Linked DNA regions of Mus musculus: region 1 is linked to region 2. A link is a contact called in public promoter capture Hi-C data. All regions are on one chromosome and are shown on one strand. Each heading gives the region's core, a stretch centred on a gene start, on an enhancer-like site or on the middle of the called end of the contact. The rest is flanking DNA. Distances are from core to core; before and after follow the strand shown.

Region 1 (4,462 bases), core at 1,267-3,766, 220 kb before region 2:
TAAAAGAAATGTCTACTGTCCTGGAATTTTGCCACCATGGGACTTACTGAGACAGAGCAAACTCAGGGCAATCTTGGAGTGGAAGCAAAAGTCCCAGGGAAGACCGCAGTGCACTGCCTGAAGGCAGGGAGCAGGCATCTGCCATCATACAAGGAGCAAGAGAACAACTTGAAATTACTTGGCAGGCAATGATTTTTGACTGATTCTTGAAAGGAAATATGAACATTTACATGGCTAAATTAATTCATTTAAAATGTGGAAATTTTGATTTCTATCAAGCAGTTAGGGAACAATAACAAATGCATCCAAGTTGGTTGCTGAATTCTTCAGTATTCGTTTCCTTTATGTAACTTGAAAAACTAATATTATCAATCACTCAGAAATGTTTATGCTTAGTGTCCTAAAATGGTGTCACTGTAGTTTTTGAAGCTCCCCTCTCTCTTTTTTCACTTGTGGAATGTATTATCTCCATGAATAACAATACTGTGTTTTAATTCCAGATCCTGATATTCACTTAGATTTTATTCACTGTCTTAGTGAAGACAGTCATCATTTTAAGGGCTTTTAATTTTTTTTTTTTTTGCAGGATTCTTTAAAACTAAACCAAAAAAGATAGAGAAACAGATAGATGGACAGAAAGAAAGAAAGAGAGAAAGAAAGGAAGAAAGGAAGAAGGAAGAAAGAGGCAAAGGAAGAAAATCTAGAAGGCAAAACATTCATTAAGTCTAGTATTAGTCAGAATTTCTATAGTGTTCATGTTCTTCTGAGGATACTGATGCAAACTCCCTGGTGCCTGGCTTTCTCTTTACCCTCCACCTTAGCTTCGTTTCATTATCTTTCTTCTACTATTAAACTTGATGTTCTTTCATCACCTTCCAAAATTATAGTTACTTCCTAATTATTTTTAAACATAGCTATTATTTAACTTAATCATTATAGAATTGCACATTTATAATGGAGAAGAAATCCCTTAGTGTTCTAAATTCTTTTATATGTGCCACAGCACAAAATGAAAATGAGAATGTAAAAGTTAAAGGGACTCTGAGCCTCAGATCTTGGTTCTAATATTTTGTAGACGAAGAAACTGAAGACCGGTCATTAGATGGCAGCTAATGGTTGTAGAAACACAGTGGTGACACCTACTTCTGCAGCCTCGCCCACGTTTACAAATTGAAAAGTCAATCAGCATGGATTTAACACTGCTTCATGCACATATTAACATCACATGCCATTCAGTGCTGGTGGTCAGACCCTACTTGTTGATGCATTTCTATTAAAATAGATGGCTTAGGCCAAGGTCACTAGGGAAAAAATGAAAATAGACAAAGCAAAAACCTAAAAGTTGTTATCGAGATAGGCAGAAAAGCCATGAAGCACTGATGAGTTTGGAAATGTAATTGAAGAAATTTAGTGTGTGGAGGGTTTTAGTGCTGGCTGGAGGTGTAGAGCAGAGGCCGAGAGGACTTGCCTCGAAAGTGAAAAGATTTGGGTTCAATTTTCAGCACTGGTAAGAGAAGGAAGATAGGAAGGAGGTAAGAAGGGAAGGAAGGAAGTGAGGAAGGAAGAAAGGAGGAAAGGAAGGATAAAAGAAAGCATTCTTAGTATGAATAATGATTATCGAAGCCTCTGGACCTTCCTTGCTCCCTTCCTGAATGCATTGTTCCTTTCCCTTGTGTGTTGGAATGGTGAAAGGTGATTTGGTACACGAACTGGAGACTATGTTTAGTGTCATTTATAGTCTCTCTCTTGTTTGTTTTGTCTTTGACATCATTGTCTCCCCTGGTGGCAGATTTCCTGAGCCCTGCCCCCACCACTCTACTCAGCTCTGTCCTTTCATGTATTTGAGCCCTGTCCAGACTGTTACACACGGAACGTCTTAACAAGGTTTTAATTTCCCCACTGTGTATAAGAGGCCTCGGCTCACCAGTTCATTAGTGATCGTTCTCCTGACACTGGGAAGAGGGCTCTGTTAATGGCAGACATGACTTTCTTTCTCTTCCATTTTAGTCAGACTGTCTGGTTATCTTGTAGCTTTTGGCTAGTGCATAAAGAATGTCCGCTTCTGCTTTCATGCTGAACTCAGCTTCAACAGCGACTTGAACAAAGACTGTGAAATACATATCCCATAATGTGATTGCTCATGTTACGCCTGTGATAATTGAGCCATTGGTTTGTTTTATTCCTGCCATCCTTTGAAATATTTTTATTTATTTATTTTTATGTGTTATGGGAGTTTTGATTGAATGTGGGTCTGTGTACCATATGCATATCCGGTGCTTGGGTAGGCCAAAAGAGTCTGATCCCCTGAAACTAGAATTACAGGTAGTTGTAAGCTGCCATGTGGGTGCTGGAAACCAGAACTTGGTCCTCTGGAAGAGCATCAGCCAGTGCTTCTAACTGCTAAGCCATCTCTCTTCTGCTTCTGCCATGTTTTTAGACTAAGCCATGTGCCATGCTGCTTAGAATGCAGATTATGCTGAAATTAGGTAACGATCTCCACTTTAAAATTTGATATTGATAGCTGCCAGGATTCTCCTGCAGTTAGTCATAGATGAACACAACATTTGGGAGAATATGAGCTCCAGCTCATCCTCATTTTAATAATGCCAGAAATGTATTTTTCTCCTTGTTGGTTTATGTTACACTACAAGAAAATTTCCTCCTGGACCCAACACTTTCATTGGAATATGCAATTCTTCCCCGGGTTTTAGGAATCTGACTGTTCACACAGCCTGAGTGTGGTAGGAAATTCACCTTTCTTTCCAGCATCCCACATATAAATTCTCCACAGGGAACTCAACAGATTGGGGCAGCTGAGGACTGGGGTGAGCGCTGGAACTAGCTCTTCCCTATAGAGACAGTTCTAGACCTTACAGAGAAAGACATTGTGTGTTTCTATATCAACATAAAATGCCCAGGCTTATCCATCATTATGAAATAGATGCTAAATTTAGAAATGGTTCTTGACATATGCAAACTGAACACAGAATTTGGAAGAATAGAATACTCTGACTTTTCTTCTCTGTATTCCCAAGAGTAACAAGAGTAACAAGGTGGACTCTTTATCCTGGTGATGGGTGTATCTTTTCCCCAACCTAAGTCATTGGCTGCAAGGCACAGTAACCTCAATTTCTATACATCCACCAAGTTTTCATTCTGTGGATGAACCTACTCATTTGCTTCACCTGTAAAGGGAGGCTTGAGTGTCAGGCTCTAAGAAAGTTAACCATACTAAGAGATTTATCAATATGTTTGGTTTTTCATTGGCAGAACAGTAGTATCTAGGCAATTTTAAAGATGTAGCAGTTTCCTGTTCTCTTTACCAAGTGAGAGAATCTGAGTAAAATATTAGACTCCAGTTCATTTCTAGAATGGCTTATATCAAGCTCTTGTACTCTCCTGACCCTGAACTGGATAGGATTGTTTACACTTGATTGTTGTTTCAGGTTTTAAAAGGGTCTCAAAAGAAAAAATTGGATTCAGGTCTATAAAAAAAAAAAAGGATTTTGTATTAATTTTCAAAGCACTAATACTAATTATACTTTTCTTGGGGTAGTGATTCTCTTCTTATACCTAAGAACATATTACACATGTCAAAACCATTGCATTTTGACATTGCGAAACACACCTTGAACTCTTGAACTACTGTGAGCAGAATCACTGTTGTAAAGATTTTTTTTTTTTTTTTTTTTTTTGGTAAGCTTGCTGGTATTCTTAAGTATGTAAAAAGATGTCGGCTTCCACAGGCTCAAATGAATGTACATAAGGACTGTGAAAAAAAAATAAATTGGGTTTTAAAATAAGAACTGGGCGATAAATTGTATCTAAACTGCGCAGATGGGCATCGTCGTGCGGCTGTGTTTTCATTGTTGAAGGTTGAACAGAGTTCTACAGAGTCGTGGATGACATTCAGATGTTTCATGACTTTTGGATCTGCGAACATATGCATTTTATAGTCATGTATACTTATATTGTTAAGAAATAATCATATTTTAGAATTTAGTAAGAACTCAGTGATAGCCTTCATACCAAAATGTTTAACTTTGCCAACAGCTAGTCATAAAAAAGTATTTATTTTAAAGCTTTTTAATACAATTGCATAACTTCTTGCCGCCTCCAGGTGTACATTCTTCTCTGCCTAAATGTTATATTTTTATGTATGCATTTTCAGAAAGCATATTGTTTTGGAAAGTGGCAAAGACAATGAATTAAGCACTCGTTGCACTTGTTTCTGTAAAGCATAAAGAGCTCTATTTTAAATAAAAGAAAACGTGTCATATGTTGGTGTCCATGTGCTCATATTCTCTTTCACAACTGTGTTTATATTTGTATGCAGAGTGCAGGCAGGGGACTGGGGATTGAGAACTGGTTCTGCTAGTGCTGGAATCTCCTCCTTCCCCCCTCCCTCCTCTCTTTCCTTCTTTCCTACCAAGTTTTATAGAATTCTACAATTTCAAAGCCA
Region 2 (4,523 bases), core at 421-2,920:
GAGGGAGCTAGGAATTGTGGCTCAGTTCCTCTGGAGGAACAGCCAGTGTTCTAATCATTGAGCTGTCTCTTCAGCCCTCTTAGGCACAATTTTGAAGGTGACATATTTACAAGCACCCCCTCCCCCAATTTCTATTCTTGATTACTATAAAAATGCCCTCAAATGTATTCTCTTGGTGGAAGAGATTTACTCACTTCTTTAAAGTTTACTCACTTTTAAAAATCAAATGCCTGTTGGCAGAGTTGTTGTGCAGTAGTGTCATCAGTTAGACCCAAGAGTCACATGTGATGAAAAGCTGAGAAAGAATTGTTCAATGTGGGAGGGGAAAAAATATCTAGTCATCTCTCCAAGTTCATCTTCAGGTGCTAACATGACCTTTGAGTTAAATGGGTGGCAAGACCCATGCCTAACTCCTGCTAAGTAGTTTTGGCCAAGGTGTGGTTTTTACCCACCATGGTTCCAGTGCCTCCTGCAAGATGGTCTGATAACTTTCCAGAATTGTATGAAAACTCTTCTTGGGAGACAAGTGCCTTCTCTGGCTGGCACCAGGCTTCATCAGTCATGTTTTCATTTCAGCATGAAAGTTCTGAGGTAGTTCCAGTTCCTTGGGGTCTACTGTCCAATAGTCTGATAATCGAAAGGAAGGGCGAATGTTTCTCTTTAGAATCTCTTCATGTCTTCCAGGATGGTTTGCCTGCCGAAGGCAAGGTGAGTGGTGCATGCTGAGAACAAAAGTGAGCTCCCTTTACACTGCTCAGGCGAAGTTTAGATTTGAGTCGGTAAAGTGCCATCACTGTAAAATTAGTTACTTAAGTTAATCATAAGCAATTAAACTCTGGAGGGAAAAATGTTGGTTAGGGAGGGAATCATTAAAGGAATGATACATTAGCCAGAAATTAAAGACTCAGAGACATTGTTCAGACAAAAGACTTGATCTTGGGGAAGGACTGAGCCATCCAGAAAAAAGAAAGAATGTATCCTATTAAAGGGCAGGGGAGTGAGCAGCAGCCTAGTTTTAGCCAATGACTGGCCAACAGACTGCATCACAAATATCATTATGAAATGCAAAGGATAATTCTGATTGGAGCAAGGGATAACTTCAAGGGAAAATTACACCAGTGTTTTAATGGGTAGGGTGGGTGTCTGTAGACCTGGGGGGACTGGAAAATCAGCTTCCTGAGAGCACACTATGAAATCAGTTGCCAAAGCCGTTTACAATCAAGTTGTCATGTTTACAGGTCCTTGAAAAGCTGGTTTTAGTCTTTAATAGATGAGAAATGATGCCATTGTCTCCTACAAAATAGCTGAGGTTTTACTCGAACCAAATCTGTTCGGAAATGTTAAGCTGGTTACACAGAACTAATGTGCCTCAAGGTGGTCATTCTCTCTGGATTAAAGCCTGGGAACAATTGTGGCTCCTGTTACAAGGAAAATTACAATGGGCCATTATGGAGAGGGACAAAAATCTCTGTTCCCAGAGGGGGACTGACAAGCGGCAAGTCCCCCTTTGCATGCTAACACAAAAGCCTGATTGCTTCAGATTGCTTGTTTATGCAAATTGAAGGCAACACTAATTCTGAGACTGGAGCTGCGAGGTGGTGGGGATGTTGCTGATTGGCTGGGTTTTGCTCCCGGGCTGGTTACCAAACTGACAAACCCTATCATATTCATTCTGAGCCCTGAAAACCTTTCGGAGGAATCTTGCTATTGCACGTCAGACTGAGAGTTGGTTTCGAACTGTAGGAACCACAGCATTAGAGCTTATCGAAGAGCTTGCTTTCTTCATTGCGTCCTTAAATCAGACCTCAGTGAACATCATGACAGATACTCCTGAGACACTGAGCGGGACAGAGTGCAATGGGGACAGACCACCTGAGAATGGCCAACAGCCTAGCAGTCAAACCAGGCAGGAGACAACTGATGCAGATGAGACCCAGGCATACTACAAGGTTGAACCCAGTCTTGAAGATTTACCTGCAAAAGAAAATCAAGAAGAAACTGGAAACACTAAAGGGAACATACTTCCTAAAGGGCCTGAAGATGAGAAGATCCTCAATGGTAAAGTATTTCTTTTTCTCAGTTTAATTGTTTCGACTTACAAGCTTTTCAAAAATATATGTATTAACTAATATCACATAAATAAGCTGAACCCAAGAAATACAGTCCCTATACACAATAGGGGCTTTCTATCATACTGATTCATAACTCAGGCTTGTCTGATAGCTCTGCAATTCTGCTGTTTTCTCTTCTGAACCCCTGATTGTTTTCACTGAAAGAAAACAGAATAAAAGCAGCCACCTTTATTGAGTTGTTACATAATTTCTAAATGGTAATCCAATGGTAACTACTGCTATAATGGTTAGAACCACAGGTCCATTGCTGGTTACATAGAACTAATGTGCAAAAAAAGAGAAAAAAAGGGAACTCAGAATTATAAGATCCTAAAGAGATCCTAATCCATCTAATATATATATATATATATATATATGTGTGTGTGTGTGTGTGTGTGTGTGTGTGTATGTATATATAATATACATATATATATGTATGTGTGTATGGAGATATTATCATTGTGGAAACTAATTATTAAACAAATGCAATCAAATTTAAAGGAATCAGAAAAATGCAATGATTTGTGAACCTTTAACCATATGTGTTGGAAATGTTACATTGCTTGTGTTTCTCCCTAGAAAACCCAGAAGAGAACCTCTTCGTTGTTCACCAGGCCATCAAAGATCTTTCTCTCCAAGAAATAAGTGCAGAAGACATGGCTTTCCGAGAAGGTAACGGGAATCCTAGTTTCCCAACATAATTGTTTAGCCGGATGTGATATAATTGTATAAGGTGTGTGTACTGCCTGTGTGCTATAGAGAAGCAGTTTCAAAGAAAGACTCCAAAATCTTCAAGGTGCTAAGGGCAGATACCTGAGCCATGCCCCACTTTACCCAGATTTCTAGATGGCTCAAGCCCCAAATTGTCTGGGTCAATCTGACTGCCTGGCATGGCGAAGTGATAGCTATGTCTTGATAGGTTAGCCCACTGCATCCAGCTCTCCCTTTAATTTGTGCTTCAGATGGGTGTTGGGCAGCTTCTGTGGTGGTTGAAAAACAGGTTTAGTGTAAAGTTTCCTATTGACATTCGATCTAAAGTAACGTTATAAAACCAATTACTATGTGGGAAAATTATGTCTGAAAGAAGTATAGAATAAGTATTTTTTGTCAAAAAATGACCCAGAGTGATAAAAATAATTTTATGATCTTTAAACAACGGTGAAAGAAAAAGACCAAGAAAGTAGCATTGCTAAATTTCAAGTATAGAAGTATAGTTAGTAGACAAAGTTAAAAAATCCTCTAAACATTTCTTCTAAGAAGATATTTACTTTTTTTTTCTTGGTTTTTCGAGATTTCCATTCAAATAGTTTCAGCGCAGGATAGAATCTACTAATTAATCATTCCTTCCCTCACTAGAAGCTGTAAACAGCTTATCCTCAAACTGAAGCCAGCATGTGGCACCTAACCAATTTAGTTAGGCTCCTACCAGGCAAAACAAAAGTGAAGCCCCAAGGGACAGGAGAATACTAGGTAAATAACAAGGAGAACAGGGAGGTAATTGGGAATTTTGGAGTCTCTCTCTTTGCCTAGACAACTCACATATTCTCTGCTGTCCAACATGCATGTACGCAGTTCTAGCAAAGCAGTAGCTGGTATCACAGAGGAATCACAGAAACATCATCTCAGCACAGGCAGTTGTGAAAGTTAAGACCATAATTGCATTCCTTTAGTCTTTCTGTTTTGAATGTTACTAGTCTACCAAGGCAGGGCTCACAGTCATCCACCTAGAGCTTCTTTACCCATAATGAGAGCCACTGCAAACCAAGGTCACGAGGAATGAGCCTTTCGATCAAGTGGAGAGGGATGGGGCTCTCATGGGACATGGTGTCACCAGTGAACTTGCCTCTGCTCACCCCCTTTCCCTCTTAACACAGCACTTCGACTCTGTGACAGAGGTGCTGGTTTCTGTGCCTTTTCCCTTAAAATACAGTCTCCTAAGAGAGTATGCCTGCCAAGAATAAGATGCTAAAAATATTGAGAAAAAAACACTAATCAATTTAAATCAAAGGATGATTTTCTTTTTATTCATGACAGTCTTGGGCCTGAGTTTTGAATATGAATAAAAAATTCAGTGTGTGTGTGTGTGGTGTTGTGTTGTATCTTATTGGTGGGAGAACACACCAAAACACAGCCCGATATCAGCCAATATCCAACTCTACATTGCAACACTTACTTGCAATGTAAAGAATATCAAGTGGGCAGCTGTTATTACGAGTGTGGGTGGTAATTCATGTTTGCTTCTCTCTATCACGGTCCGTGGAATCTTGGACTCAAAGGGGGAAAAAGTTTTCAGAGGAAACAGAGTTACAGGGAGAACTGTGGAGGGGAAAAAAGTTGGCAATGGCCGTTCACCTTGTTTATAGGCTCTTGTGGCATAGGAAGAGAATGGTGAAGTCACATGTTCTGGCCTGT

What was found. Promoter capture Hi-C pulls out the DNA fragments that hold promoters and counts their contacts.
Region 1: a promoter capture Hi-C map of hippocampal neurons shows a contact between it and region 2, with 2.2 times the contacts expected there. The contact joins the enhancer-like site here to the promoter of Ermn in region 2. A contact is called at or near these places in 12 of 39 promoter capture datasets (the 3T3-L1 cell line, the C10 cell line, the HPC-7 cell line and 8 more), 1 of 15 datasets of contacts at CTCF or cohesin (large pre-B cells), 11 of 484 Hi-C or Micro-C datasets (CD8 T cells, bone marrow-derived macrophages, double positive thymocytes and 7 more), 1 of 115 datasets of contacts at active chromatin or transcription factors (large pre-B cells) and 3 of 9 other capture datasets (adipose tissue, liver and macrophages).

The regions. Positions count from the first base shown.
Region 1 is chr2:58,267,270-58,271,731 of GRCm38.p6, reverse strand. It overlaps Acvr1c (activin A receptor, type IC), which reads left to right. Exons shown (of 9, transcript NM_001111030.1): 9 at 1-4,279. Among named protein-coding and RNA genes, the nearest start is that of Gm13544, 7.3 kb to the left of the region's middle. Within about 2 kb of position 2,516, at least 1 of the 459 cell types and tissues checked has an H3K27ac peak or open chromatin away from gene starts, as enhancers often do. A contact at or near this core is called in hippocampal neurons, where this site is marked.
Region 2 is chr2:58,050,011-58,054,533 of GRCm38.p6, reverse strand. Ermn (ermin, ERM-like protein) reads left to right here and starts at 1,670. Exons shown (of 3, transcript NM_029972.4): 1 at 1,670-2,058; 2 at 2,691-2,783. The coding sequence starts at 1,818.